Regions from separate parts of the Capra hircus genome. Here region 2 is linked to region 1. The links are chromatin contacts, called in public Hi-C maps. All regions are on one chromosome and are shown on one strand. Each heading gives the region's core, a stretch centred on a gene start, on an enhancer-like site or on the middle of the called end of the contact. The rest is flanking DNA. Distances are from core to core; before and after follow the strand shown. Region 1 has its middle 7.7 kb from the start of ANXA6. Region 2 overlaps ANXA6 (annexin A6).

Region 1 (6,338 bases), core at 2,038-4,537:
TTGATGTACTCCTTTTCCTATTTGGAACCAGTCTGTTGTTCCATGTCCAGTTCTGACTGTTGCTTCCTGAACTGCATATACATTTCTCAAGAGGCAGGTCAGGTGGTCTGGTATTCCCATCTCTTTCAGAATTTTCCACAGTTTATTGTGATCCACACAGTCAAAGGCTTTGGCATAGTCAATAAGGCAGAAATAGATGTTTTTCTGGAACTCTCTTGCTTTTTCCATGATCCAGCAGATGTTGGCAATTTGATCTCTGGTTCCTCTGCCTTTTCTAAAACCAGCTTGAACATCTGGAAGTTCACTGTTCATGTATTGCTGAAGCCTGGCTTGGAGAATTTTGAGCATTACTTTACTAGTGTGTGAGATGAGTACAATTGTGTGGTAGTTTGAGCATTCTTTGGCATTGCCTTTCTTTGGGATTGGAATGAAAACTGACCTTTTCCAGTCCTGTGGCCACTGCTGAGTTTTCCAAATTTGTTGGCATATTGAGTGCAGCACTTTCACAGCATCATCTTTCAAGATTTGAAATAGCGCAACTGGAATGCCATCCTCTCCCCTAGCTTTGTTCGTAGTGATGCTTCCTAAGGCCCACTTGACTTCACATTCCAGGATGTCTGGCTCTAGGTGAGTGATCACACTATCGTGATTATCTAGATCGTGAAGATCTTTTTTGTAGTTCTTCTGTGTATTCTTGCCACCTTTTCTTAATATCTTCTGCTTCATTTAGGTCCATACCATTTCTGTCCTTTATTGAGCCCATCTTTGCATGAAACGTTCCCTCAGTATCTCTATTTTTTTGAAGAGTTCTCTAGTCTTTCCCATTCTATTGTTTTGCTTTATTTCTTTGCACTGATCACTGTGGAAGGCTTTCTTATCTCTCTTTGCTATTCTTTCAAACTCTGCATTCATATCTTTCCTTTTATCCTTTGCTTTTTGCTTCTCTTCTTTTCACAGATATTTGGAAGTCCTCCTCAGACAGCCATTTTGCTTTTTCGCATTTCTTTTTCTTAGGGATAGTCTTGATACCTGTCTCCTGTACAATGTCATGAACCTCCATCCATAGTTCTTCAGGCACTCTGTCTATCAGATCTAGTCCCTTAAATCTATTTCTCACTTCCACTGTATAACTGTAAGGGATTTGATTTAGGTCATACCTGAATGGTATAGTCATTTCCCCTACTTTCTTAGTCTGAATTTGGCAGTAAGGAGTTCATGATCTGAGCCGCAGTCAGCTGCCAGTTTTGTTTTTGCTGACTGTATAGAGCTTCTCCATCTTTGGCTGCAAAGAATATAATCAATCTGATTTTGGTGTTGACCATCTGGTGATGTCCATGTGTAGAGCCTTCTCTTGTGTTGTTGGAAGAGGGTGTTTGCTATGACCAGTGCATTTTCTTGGCAAAACTCTATTAGCCTTTGCCCTGCTTCATTCTGTACTCCAAGGCCAAATTTGCCTGTTACTCCAGGTGTTTCTTGACTTCCTACTTTTGCATTCCAGTCCCCTATAATGAAAAGGACATCTTTTGGGGATGTTAGTTTGAAAAGGTCTTGTAGGTCTTCATAGAACCATTCAGCTTCAGCTTCTTCAGTGTTACTGGTCAGGGCAGAGACTTGGATTGCTGTGATATTGAATGGTTTGCCTTGAAAACGAACAGAGGTTATTCTGTCATTTTTGAAATTGCATCCAAGTACTGCATTTTGGACTCTTGCTGACTATGATGACTACTCCATTTCTTCTAAGGGATTCTTGCCCACAGTAGTAGATATAATGGTCATCTGAGTTAAATTCACCCATTCCAGTCCATTTTAGTTTGCTGATTCCTAAAATGTCGACACTCACTCTTGCCGTCTCCTGTTTGACCACTTCCAATTTGCCTTGATTCATGGACCTAACATTCCAGATTCCTACGCATTACTGCTCTTTACAGCATCGGATCTTGCTTCCATTACCAGTCACATCCACAAATGAGTGTTGTTTTTGCTTTGGCTCCATCCCTTCATTCTTTCTGGAGTTTTTTTCTACACTGATCTCCAGTAGCATGTTGGGCACCTACTGACCTGGGGAGTTCGTCTTTCAGTGTCCTATCTTTTTGTCTTTTCATACTGTTCATGGGCTTCTCAAGGCGAGAATACTGAAGTGGTTTGCTATTCCCTTCTCCAGTGGCACGTAAGTTCTCTGTAAATGTTGCTATTATTGGTGTTGTTGTTGTGATAAAGAATGATGTGATGATGTAGGCTATCTTTGGATTTTAAAATCACGGTTTTAATTTTTTTTTTCATCTTTTGATTATCTATAATGAACACCCATTATTTTTATAATGAGGAATGAAACAATGAGAAAAGTGGATCTGTGATTTTAAAGCCTGTCTTCCTTTAGTACACTGCTTCCCCATCTCTTTATCCTCTCAGTGAGCTGCCTGCCCAAAACTAAGTGTCTTCGTAAGACCCCAGAGCAGAAAACAATCTGCTTTGTGCCTAGCGAAACCCCTTATGTGCTTTTCCTTAGACAGAAGTGACCCTCGAGTCGTATGGAGAAATGCTGGGCACTGAAACGGGCCTTTAGAGGAGTGGTGGAGGGAAAGGTTATTCCTGGCTGCCATGTGAGCAGTCTGGGGTGCCTTTCTGAAATGAAGTTAAAGTGCGACCTGGGGCGACCTCCCTGGTGTTCCAGTGGTTAAGACTCTGTGCTTTCAATGCAGAGGGTGTGGGTTTGATCCCTGGTCAGGGAACTAATACCCCACATGCAGTGCAGTGTGGCCTAAAAATATAAATAAAAAATAATAAAATAGACCCAGAAATTCCCTGGTGGTCGGGTAGTTAGGACTTCACACTTTCACTGCTGAGAACCCAAGTCAAATCCCTGGCCAGGGAACTAGGACCCCACAAGCTATGTAGTACGGCCAAACTTTTTAAAAATAAAATGAGACCCATCTCTGGGCCCACCCAGCAGTGGCTCCCCTCTCTGGACAGAGGCAGGCAGAACTAGAAACTGCCAGTAGGTGGCAGTATGGGACCGTCTCAAGCTTCCCCAGGGGGCGTGCACGCCTGTGTTCCTTGCCAGTGTCTGGAGTGAGTTGCCACACCTTCCTACAGGGGGTCTTCACCACCCAAGGACTGAACCTCTCCTGCATGGCAGGCAGCGTCACCAACTAGCGTCACCAACCAGATCTTGAAGCTCTCTCATCTTCGAGAAACCACAGTCCAGCGAAGGGAAGTGAGAAGTCTGGAATCGCGGTCCCTTGTGCTGGCCTGTGTCACAGCACCACACTTTCGGAAGGGCCACCCCGTGGAGGAGGGGGCTTGGGCCAGCGCCAAAGACATGAAGTCATCGTGGCCTGCTCTCCCTTCCTAACACAGACATCCTTTGTTTGTCTCCTTTCAGGCTTTGTTTCCGCCAGCCAGTGAGGCTGTGTGACATATGCTATTCCACAGTCCCTGGATGCTTAGCTTGTTTCCTTTTTTGCAGTTAAGAAATACACCGTTGGGCCTAAAAAAGCTTTCTCTGTATTTCAAACTATTTCCTTTGGACTAAAATTTCTTAGGATTAATTCCCAGAAAGGAGATGATCGGCTCAAAAAGAATTACTGATATATTAGACTTCTTTCTGAAGCTCAGGAAATAAGGCCTTGGGCTCTGCAGTTAAGGGGACCTGGCTTTCACTCCTGCTCTCAGTCCCTTGGGCTGACTTTGGGCAAAGGCCATAATTTCTCTGAACTTCAGTTAACCTTACTGCAAATCCCTACATTTGCGCACTAGATTCCACTATTTTTAAAAAAATTATTATTTATTTGACTGCACCAAGTAAATAAAGGTCTTAGTTGTTGCATGCGGGAACTTTAGTTGCAGCCTGCGGGCTCTAATTCCCTGACCAGGGATCAAACCGAGGCCCCTGCATTGGGAGCTTGAAGTCTTTACTGAGCCACTAAGGACGTCCCCTAGGTCCCACTCTTTGTCCATCATCTGTGCTGTCCGTCTCTATCCGATCGTTCCCATCAGCACGTGAATATGCTGTGATGCCTCCAATCATTAAAAAAAAACCCAGAACCCTCCTCTTGACCCCATCCTCCTGCCAGAAACTGCCACGTATCTTTGCTGGCCTTTACAGCAAAGCTCCTGGAATAAGTAGCTGGTGTTTGTAATCCTCAGCCCATTCCAGTCAAGTCTGTACCTGCAACAACCCACCGAGTCTGCTCTTCACAGCACGGGAAACCGTGCTTCCCGCGTAATGTAACGTATCAAATAAGGTATCAGTTAAATACCATATGGTATCAATTAAATACCATATCTAATTAGTTTAACATCTCCTTTTCTACAAGGAGAGAAAACAAATCTTTGGTAGATTTGAGAGACCCTGTGAAATATTTCAAATCTCAGAGTTAGTTCTAAGTCACAAAGACTTTGTTGAGAATTTCATTTTGGAAAGTCTGTCAAAAATATCAAAGTTTTTCAAAACACTTGGTCAAACAGGATCATAGGTCATTGTGAAAATATACTTAGTTATTCATTTAAATAATAATAACAATGACTTCACAGGCAAACATAGAAGGTTATATAGTTCTGAGCAAAATTTAGCTTTTTTAATATCCGGAGGACTAAAGACCTGATAAAGACAATGTAGAAAATAAGGTGCAATTTTGACAAAACAGGCTCTACCTTTTACAGTCACTTATTATCAAGAGCAGACCAATAGGAATAAGCCAGTAAACAAATTAGCTTTATTTACCGTGGATTAATCCTAGATCATGTGAACCTAAAAAACATTTGGCTTAGTTTCTGTTATATATCAGGGGATATACTCAATTTATACAGTGCTTTTTTGTTTTAAGCCAATTAAATAGAGCTCTTTTACAAATTAGTTTTAGCAACACCATCTGAACGTAGAAAAAAACACCATATCTATATTTATAATGTACATACATAGATATCTACACAAACAGACACAAGATCTCACAGTTTTCATTTTAAAAGTTTAGTCCTTAATCAGGTATAATACAAAACTCACTAGTTTGTAGAAATTATTATACCAAGTGAAGTAAGTCAGACAGAGGAAGACAAATATATGATATAGCTTATTTGCAGAATCTAAAAAAGGATACAAATGAACTTATTTACAAAACAGAAACAGACTCACAAACAGAGAAAATAATCTTATTGTTATCAAAAGGAAGAGGGGGGAGATAAATTAGGAGTTTGGGATTAACATATACACACTACTGCATACAGAATTGGTAAGTGGGGTTTCCCTGGCAATCCAGTGGTTAAGACTTTCGATGCTTGGTTGGGGATCTCAGAGCATTTCCATTTTGGAAAAATCCTCTGAAGTCCTAAGAGTGCTCTCGCTAGCTCCCTCTGCTCCTTCCTGTTCCTCTGAATGTCCACCACAATGTTCTCCTACCTGCTATCCATCCTTTTTGTAACACTGAGATTTATCCCCTGCAGAAGACTATCCATACTGCCCTTTCTATTATGACAACCCCCTTTAGAACCAGATATTATGCAGCTGGATGGGTGGATCAACCTACAATGTCTAAATAAAGGCTTTCATTATTTGTGGAGAATATCTTTAAGACCTGTATTTGCCCTTGACAAGCAATTTTTAAATTTTCATTTATTTTTTAATTGAAGGATAATTGCTTTACAGAATTTTGTTGTTTTCTGGCAAACCTCAACATGAATCAGGCATAGGTATATATGCCTTTGACATGTATATATGCCTTTGCAATTTTAAGGAGGTAATTTGAGCAACAGAGTCTTTTAGGCAATTTGAGTTTAAAAATACCTCTTTTCCTTTTTAAAAATTATTTTCTCCAGTCTTGGGAATCAGAGATGGCTTAGGTAAGAGTTCTCAGAGAGGTTACAAGCCTTTTGAGATAAATAGGGATGGTTTTGGGATTCATGAAAAGGAATGGGTAGAATTTGAACTGCCTCTAAGAGCTGCATTTACAATTGTGCAAAAATTTGTAAGATGTAACTCAAATGACATTGCGTTTCTCCCAGGGAAGCTGTTGTGGGTTCATTGTATTTGGAGGCTCTCAATTCCAGTTATAACCTCAGATATGCAGATAATACCACCCTTATGGCAGAAAGTGAAGAGGAACTAAAAAGCCTCTTGATGAAAGTGAAAGAGAAGAGTGAAAAAATTGGCTTAAAGCTCAACATTATGAAAACTAAGGTCATGGCATCTGGTCCCATCACTTCATGGGAAATAGATGGGGAAACAGTGGAAACAGAGTCAGACTTTATTTTTGGGGGCTCCAAAATCACGGCAGATGGTGATTACAGCCATGAAATTAAGTTATGACCAACCTAGATAGCATATTCAAAAGCAGAGACATTGC
Region 2 (6,338 bases), core at 1,193-3,692, 38 kb after region 1:
CCCACCTCCTGCTTGACCTCTTGACCACAGCTTCCACTCTTCTGCTGGCACTTTCCTGCTGCTCTGGTTGGCACCCAGCTGCCCCCTGGTGGCCAACCAGAGACACCGAGTCTCACGTCTCTAAGCTTCCTCTTCTCTGCAGTGATGGATTGGTGGGCGGGCACTCTGGTGTTGGCATCTGATTCCTGCATTCACCTCTAACACGCTGGGGAGCCTTCTGGCCCACTAACTACATTCAGATCTTGCTGAATGGAGACTTGGTTGGTTCTTTGGAGGGGCCTATCCCATCCTGGGTCCAGTAGTTGGGTTTTGGAGGCATGGAAGCTGAGAACAGATGGGCATCCCTGGGTGTACTAGAGGATTCTTAGTTCTCCTGAGCATCCTCAGACCCAGGGTCTACACAGGGCAAAAATAAAAAGTTTCACAGAAGTCCTCAGGGCAAACCAGCCCCGAGGTAGCACTTGGCCCCTACAAAAATATTTGGAACCTTGGACTCTATTGCTCACTCGCTAGCTACCTTTGGCAGGCCCCCACCTCTCTCTGTCTCTGTCTCCAAAAAGAGGCTGTTGGACATGGCAGTCCGCGTGCCCTCCAAGGGCTCCTGTGCACGATGCTCTAGGACAGTGTTTCCCAAGTTGTAAGGCAAGAGCTGTCACTGAAGATGATCTTACGTCATATGAGGAGTGAATTGTGTTCTTTTTGTTGGGGAGAGACCTGCATGGCATTAAATAACACTGATCCTCATGCAGTGTGAAAGCTACTCCACTTTGGTTTAACCAATATTTAAATCAGTAATCAATTATTGTTAATGTCGAGGAGGAAGTCTCAGCTTGGTGCCACATCCTTGCCACAGTCGCTGATGTTCTCTTTTCATGACGAGCTGAGAGCTAGCTTCAGGTTCAGAGCTCTTGGCAAGCCATGGTATCTTGTTAAATTTGGTGATATTTGAAACCATATATTTTTGGTTTTATGGCATTTATTTTTGTGGGTTATCTGATTATGACACCAACTTTCTGTTCATAATAGTAATATAAAATTGTTTTCATTTGTTAACTCATTGAGCAGATATTTTTTGAGTGCTTACCCCTGTGTCAGGTACTCGCGTTATATCAAAGAATGAAATGGACTTGCCCTTTAGGAGTATTCAGTGCACTTCAAAATGAATGCATTTAAGTAAAACAGAAAAGTGGCTGAATTAAGTTAAAATGTTAAGAAACAGCATAGGGCATGCGCAGATACAGAAAACACTGGGAAGATCATTCAGGGGTGACTGAAATCTGGGCAGCTCTGTTCCAGTATTTCAGAACATTTTGCTTACCTTTTCAGGGAGAGCGTTGCTCTATGAAATAAGAGGACCCTGGGAGCAGGGCTGGGTTGTGAGAGCCTGGTTTCCAGTGGGGCGGGGCCAGAGCTGGCTCTTGGGGCAGGAGCCCGGCCCCTCTGCCCTTGACAGCCCCTGCCCTGCTCCCAAGCCTGGGTCTGTCTCCTCCCTCTCTCAGCTCTAGGGCAGGAGTCTGTCTGCTGCGCCTTCACCCCCGCCTTTTCCCCCAAGCTGCTTGGTTTGGGGCTCTTGGGGAAAGCTTCCCCTCCCTCGCATGCTCCTCTCCTGGCCTGGCCCCTGGGGGGCCTCCAGACACCTGCTGACTCACTTTCTGCCTCTTGTAGCTGAAAGGAACTGTGCGCCCAGCTGGTGACTTCAACCCTGATGCAGACGCCAAAGCCTTGCGGAAAGCCATGAAGGGGCTTGGTAAGGGGCACCTGAAAGGGGTCAGGTTAGCCTCTGGGGCATTGGAGGGTAGCGGGTCTGCAATGGGACCGGCAGGGGCAAGAGCTGAGGCTTCAGACTGGAGTCTGCAGGGTGATGAGGACTTTATTTGCCTTGAGTCTCCAGCCCTCTGGAATCTCTGGCTCCCTGAAGTATAGAGAGAAGGGTAGTGAGGGGCTTTCTCAGGACCCTTCCCAGAGACCAAGGTGCTCCCAGGTCCTGGTATAGAAGTGCTGAGGTAGGGTTTTTGCTCTGGCTTTATTGCTAACTCACCATGTGACTTTGAGCAAGCCCCATAACCCATCTAGGGTTCTCAGTATCCCAGGACTGGAACTCAGAGGCCCTGACCCTCAACCCAGGGTTCTCTTTTATCTTGACTAGTGACCCAGCAGAAAAGTGCACAAGGAATCCAGGTTAGTGATTGGGCCAGAAGCAAGGCTCCTGCAGGGCCATTAAGCTGGCTAGCCTGGCCTCTCCCCCAGCAAAGACGGCTGGGGCCCATCGCTGGGGGAGGTGGGGGCCAAGGCCTTCCTCTGATCTGTGGCTTTGGGGTCTTAGGAACTGACGAGGACACCATCATCGACATCATCGCCCACCGCAGCAATGCCCAGCGGCAGCAAATCCGCCAGACCTTCAAGTCTCACTTTGGCCGGGTAAGGGCCTCAGCCTAGACCCTGGGCCCTGCGTCCGCACTTTTCCTCTGACGGAGCTTGGCGTGGACACACGCCTCTCCTTCCCGCTGCACCCCGCGTTCCCTGTGATCAGCAGTATGTTTGTGACTGGTTCCCCTTAGGGCTGCGATCAGGGATTTGAGCTGTGTTAGTGGCATCTAGCTTTGGCTGACTAGTTTCTCCCAGGATGGAAATGGTACCACCCCCTTTCCTTCCCTGTCTCCTCCTTCCAGGGAGAGTGGGCAGGTCCCCCGCTTGCATGGTGTTTTCTCCACCCTCTTTGTGGTTGTGGCGGTGGTGGTGGTGGTGGTTTTGAACCCAACATCAGCCAAGGCAGACACAGACGCCCACGATTCCTATATCCTGTGGAGCCCCACCTCCTCCTTCCGTGTCTCCTACCTGTCCCAAGCCACGTGTGGGCCATTGCCGATGTTGACGTGACCTTGGCTCTGCCCTCTGCAGGACTTGATGGCTGACCTGAAGTCTGAGCTCTCCGGAGACCTGGCAAGGCTCATTCTGGGGCTCATGATGCCGCCGGCCCATTATGATGCCAAGCAGTTGAAGAAAGCCATGGAGGTAAAGTGTGGGCACCCAGGGGACGGGGTCCAGTCTGTGTGGGCGCTGGGGGAGCACAGGCGCTCCTCCTGAGCCCAGGTGGGCTGGGTGTAGCTCCTCGGTGGAGCCCCTCCCATGCCTGTCCTGGGCTCGGGGTCTTGGCTGGTAGTTCCTTGTCTTGTCACCCCACAAGGTGAGGCTTTGCTTTTGTCCCCATGTTATAGATGAGGACGCTAAGGCTCAGCGCTTAAGTTACTTGGTCACAGAGTCGAAGCCCTGGAAAGTGGCAGAGCTGGGATTCAGATCAAGTCTGTCTGTCTCCAGAGCCTGATGTGACAGCCTCATGAATCAATCCGCTGGGGTTTTAGGCTCCTTAAAGATTAAGGGAAGAACAAACTTTCCCTGGGCAAAGCCAGTTAAGATTATTGTCCTGAAAATTCCTGGACAGAAAAGTGGATGACTTAAAAACACAAAATGAGAAGGATAGGGCTACACTGTGGATCTTAGGACACTCTGAGGATCAGGCTGTCCTCACCACACATCAGCTTTTATTTTCATTATCTCTTAACTTTTTGGCCACACTGTAAGAGCATGTAGGATCTTAGTTTCCCAACCAGGGATTGAACCCACGCCCTTTGTCTTGGACGTGTGGAGTCTTAATTCAACAGCCAGGGAAGTCCCCACACCAACTTTTAATAGACTGATGAAGATACCCTTCAGGTCAGAGGACTCAGGGACGCTTGACCCCTGGGCAGTAACCTCCCAAGACAGAGAATTGTCTTACCTTTTTAGTCTTACCTTTTTTATAGTCATTGCCCCAGCAGCTTACACAGTGACTGGCACATAATGGGTGTTTAGCAGATACTTGAGCTCATCAGTCAGTCAACCTGTCTTGTCTGCTTCCTCCTCTCCGCCGAAGTGAGGACCTCAGCATAAGGGGCTCCCCAGCTGCCTCAGTCCATGTATCACCCATCCAATCCAGATGTAAGCAAATATTGCCTTGTTGTTTTCCTTAAAGCACAGAACATTTTTTTTTCTTCTGACAAATAATGTGTTTACCATGAAAACTTGAGAAAATAGAGCAGAGCAAAAAAGAATATTGAAATCATCCGTGATTCCCTCACCCGCCCGAGACCACGGCCACTGTTACACCGTGGTGCATGTCCTCTATCCTTTTTATGTATTTATATATAAATATTTATATTGAGATATGTGCATATAAGCGTTTTTATACACACACACCCGTATACGCTATATTCTTTGCTTTTTAAAATTTTTGGTCCAAAGCAGTTCTCGTGGGGGGTTCTGGAAATCTTTACAAGCTGGTGTAGTCCTTTGATTGCGCCAAGGTCTGGTCAGTGGGTAAAGAGAACATGAGGGAGGCTTGATCTGAGTGTTGACCTGCACAGTGTTCTGGACTAGGAGTCTCTTTGACCTGGGCCCCTTGGGCCTCTCCACAGGGGTCAGGGATGTGCTTTAGATCCTCTTTGCCTTGACCTTCTAGGGAGCTGGCACAGATGAAAAGGCTCTCATCGAGATCCTGGCCACTCGGACCAACGCCGAAATCCAGGCCATCAAAGAGGCCTACAAGGAGGGTGAGTACGGGAGACCTGTGGCCCAGTGCTGCGGGGAGCCCCTGGGGAAGAGCCAGGCCCCCCAGGTTCCTGACGTCACCCTCTAGCCCTGCCCCACCTCCCCACTTCAGGCCACAAGGCTGTGATAAACCCCTTGGGTGCGCCGAGCCCTGTGCCTGGGGGAGGGTGCTTCAGAGAGAGTCCCAGGAGGACAAAGGCCTGGAGGTAGGAGAGGGTTTTGACTGGGAGTTGGGGAGAGAGCACCCAGGCCCCTGGAGACGGGAGGGTGGCTTCACAGGTGTGTGGCCTGTGCACGCACACAGGGCCCCGTGCTCAGAAGGCCCTGTGTCTGTTTGCATGCTTTACTATCACCATCTTGCAATTCTTCATAACTTTTTAGTAAGTGCTTCTGTGTTATTCTGAAGAACCTTGAGCATCAGTCAAAAATGTTTAAGGCTTTTGTCTTCTAAACAGCTTTAAAATGGTAGAACCTTTGAGCAGGGCAGTGGCGTGATCAGAGCTATTCTTTTGTGTTCAGCCACTGCCATGCAGGAGGGAGGTAGGAGAGAGTGAAGACAGGGAGGCTGTTGTCTGGGGAAGGGGAGATGCACCGAGCTCTTAGCAGGGACAGGGGCAGAGTGAGGTGATGGACCCATGGCAAATCAATAGCAGGGTGGCTGGTGGCCCCCAGGAGCCAACGACAAACTCCTTCATCCCCACCACCCTGCCAGCACTGCTCTGGCTTAAATCTGTGCTTCTTGGACCCCTCCCCTACTCTTGGCCAGCAGCCACTCACACCTCCTTTTTCTGTCTCAGACTATCACAAGTCCCTGGAGGATGCTCTGAGCTCAGACACGTCCGGCCACTTCAAGAGGATCCTCATCTCTCTGGCCACGGTGGGTGAATTCACGGCTCCAGACCTGCTTGGCCCTCTGGGGCCCTGGAGGGGGAAGGGTTGCTACAACGAGAGGCAGGGGGTTCACTCCTGATGAAAAGAGGATGTCTTCCCCTGCTGCCTCCTAAGATTCTTACCGTTGAGGCAGTTACAACGCCTTCTCCATTGTTCACTTTTCAAAGCTGACTTAGTGCCCCCTTCTCCAAGCAGCCCTCCCTGATTGCTCTTAGCCTGGCTTGTTGGGCCCCCAGCTGACAGTTCAGAGCCATTGTGGGTGACCTTTCCCTGTGTCATCATCCAAGAGCTTCTGTTACTGAGGACCTACTGTATAGCTCAGGGAACTCTACTTGGTGTTGTATGGTGACCTAAATGGGAAGGAAGTCCAAAAAAGAAGGGATACATGTATACAAGGAGCTGATTCACTTTGCTGTACAGTAGAAACTAAGCAACTATACTCCAATAAAAGTTAATTTAAAGTAAATACATACAGGGGGAAAAAAGAACAGCTGTTACCATCTCTTGAACTCTCGCAACCTGGGTACCACACCCTGAGGCACAGTTATGGCAAGCTCACTGTGCGCGAGTCAGGCCTTGGGCTAAGTGCCTTCCCAGTGTTCATGCATGTTCAAGACTGCCACCCTGGGAAGGCAGGATCACTGTCCCCATGTTACAGATGCGGGAGAGCGTTCAGAGAGGTGAGTGGCTGAGTACTGCCCTCTGGCTGCTGAGGGATGGAGAGGGTAGATGTTTGGAGTCCGACCTTTCTTTCTGGTCCTGCTGCAGGGGAACCGTGAGGAGGGAGGAGAAGATCGGGAACGGGCCCGGGAAGATGCCCAGGTGAGACACCCCATCCCGCCACCCCCTTCCCCCTGCCCAGT

What was found. Hi-C and Micro-C count contacts between places; a contact is called where the count stands out from the background.
Region 2: a Hi-C map of blood shows a contact between it and region 1, with 6 times the contacts expected there. The contact joins two enhancer-like sites. A contact is called at or near these places in 2 of 5 Hi-C or Micro-C datasets (both in blood).

What each region holds. Positions count from the first base shown.
Region 1 is chr7:47,988,469-47,994,806 of ARS1.2, forward strand. No RefSeq gene overlaps it. Among named protein-coding and RNA genes, the nearest start is that of ANXA6, 7.7 kb to the right of the region's middle. Within about 2 kb of position 3,288, at least 2 of the 5 cell types and tissues checked have an H3K27ac peak or open chromatin away from gene starts, as enhancers often do.
Region 2 is chr7:48,027,264-48,033,601 of ARS1.2, forward strand. It overlaps ANXA6 (annexin A6), which reads left to right. Exons shown (of 26, transcript XM_005683185.3): 15 at 1,666-1,747; 16 at 2,324-2,418; 17 at 2,899-3,012; 18 at 4,496-4,586; 19 at 5,382-5,461; 20 at 6,244-6,297. Among named protein-coding and RNA genes, the nearest start is that of ANXA6, 31 kb to the left of the region's middle. Within about 2 kb of position 2,443, at least 1 of the 5 cell types and tissues checked has an H3K27ac peak or open chromatin away from gene starts, as enhancers often do.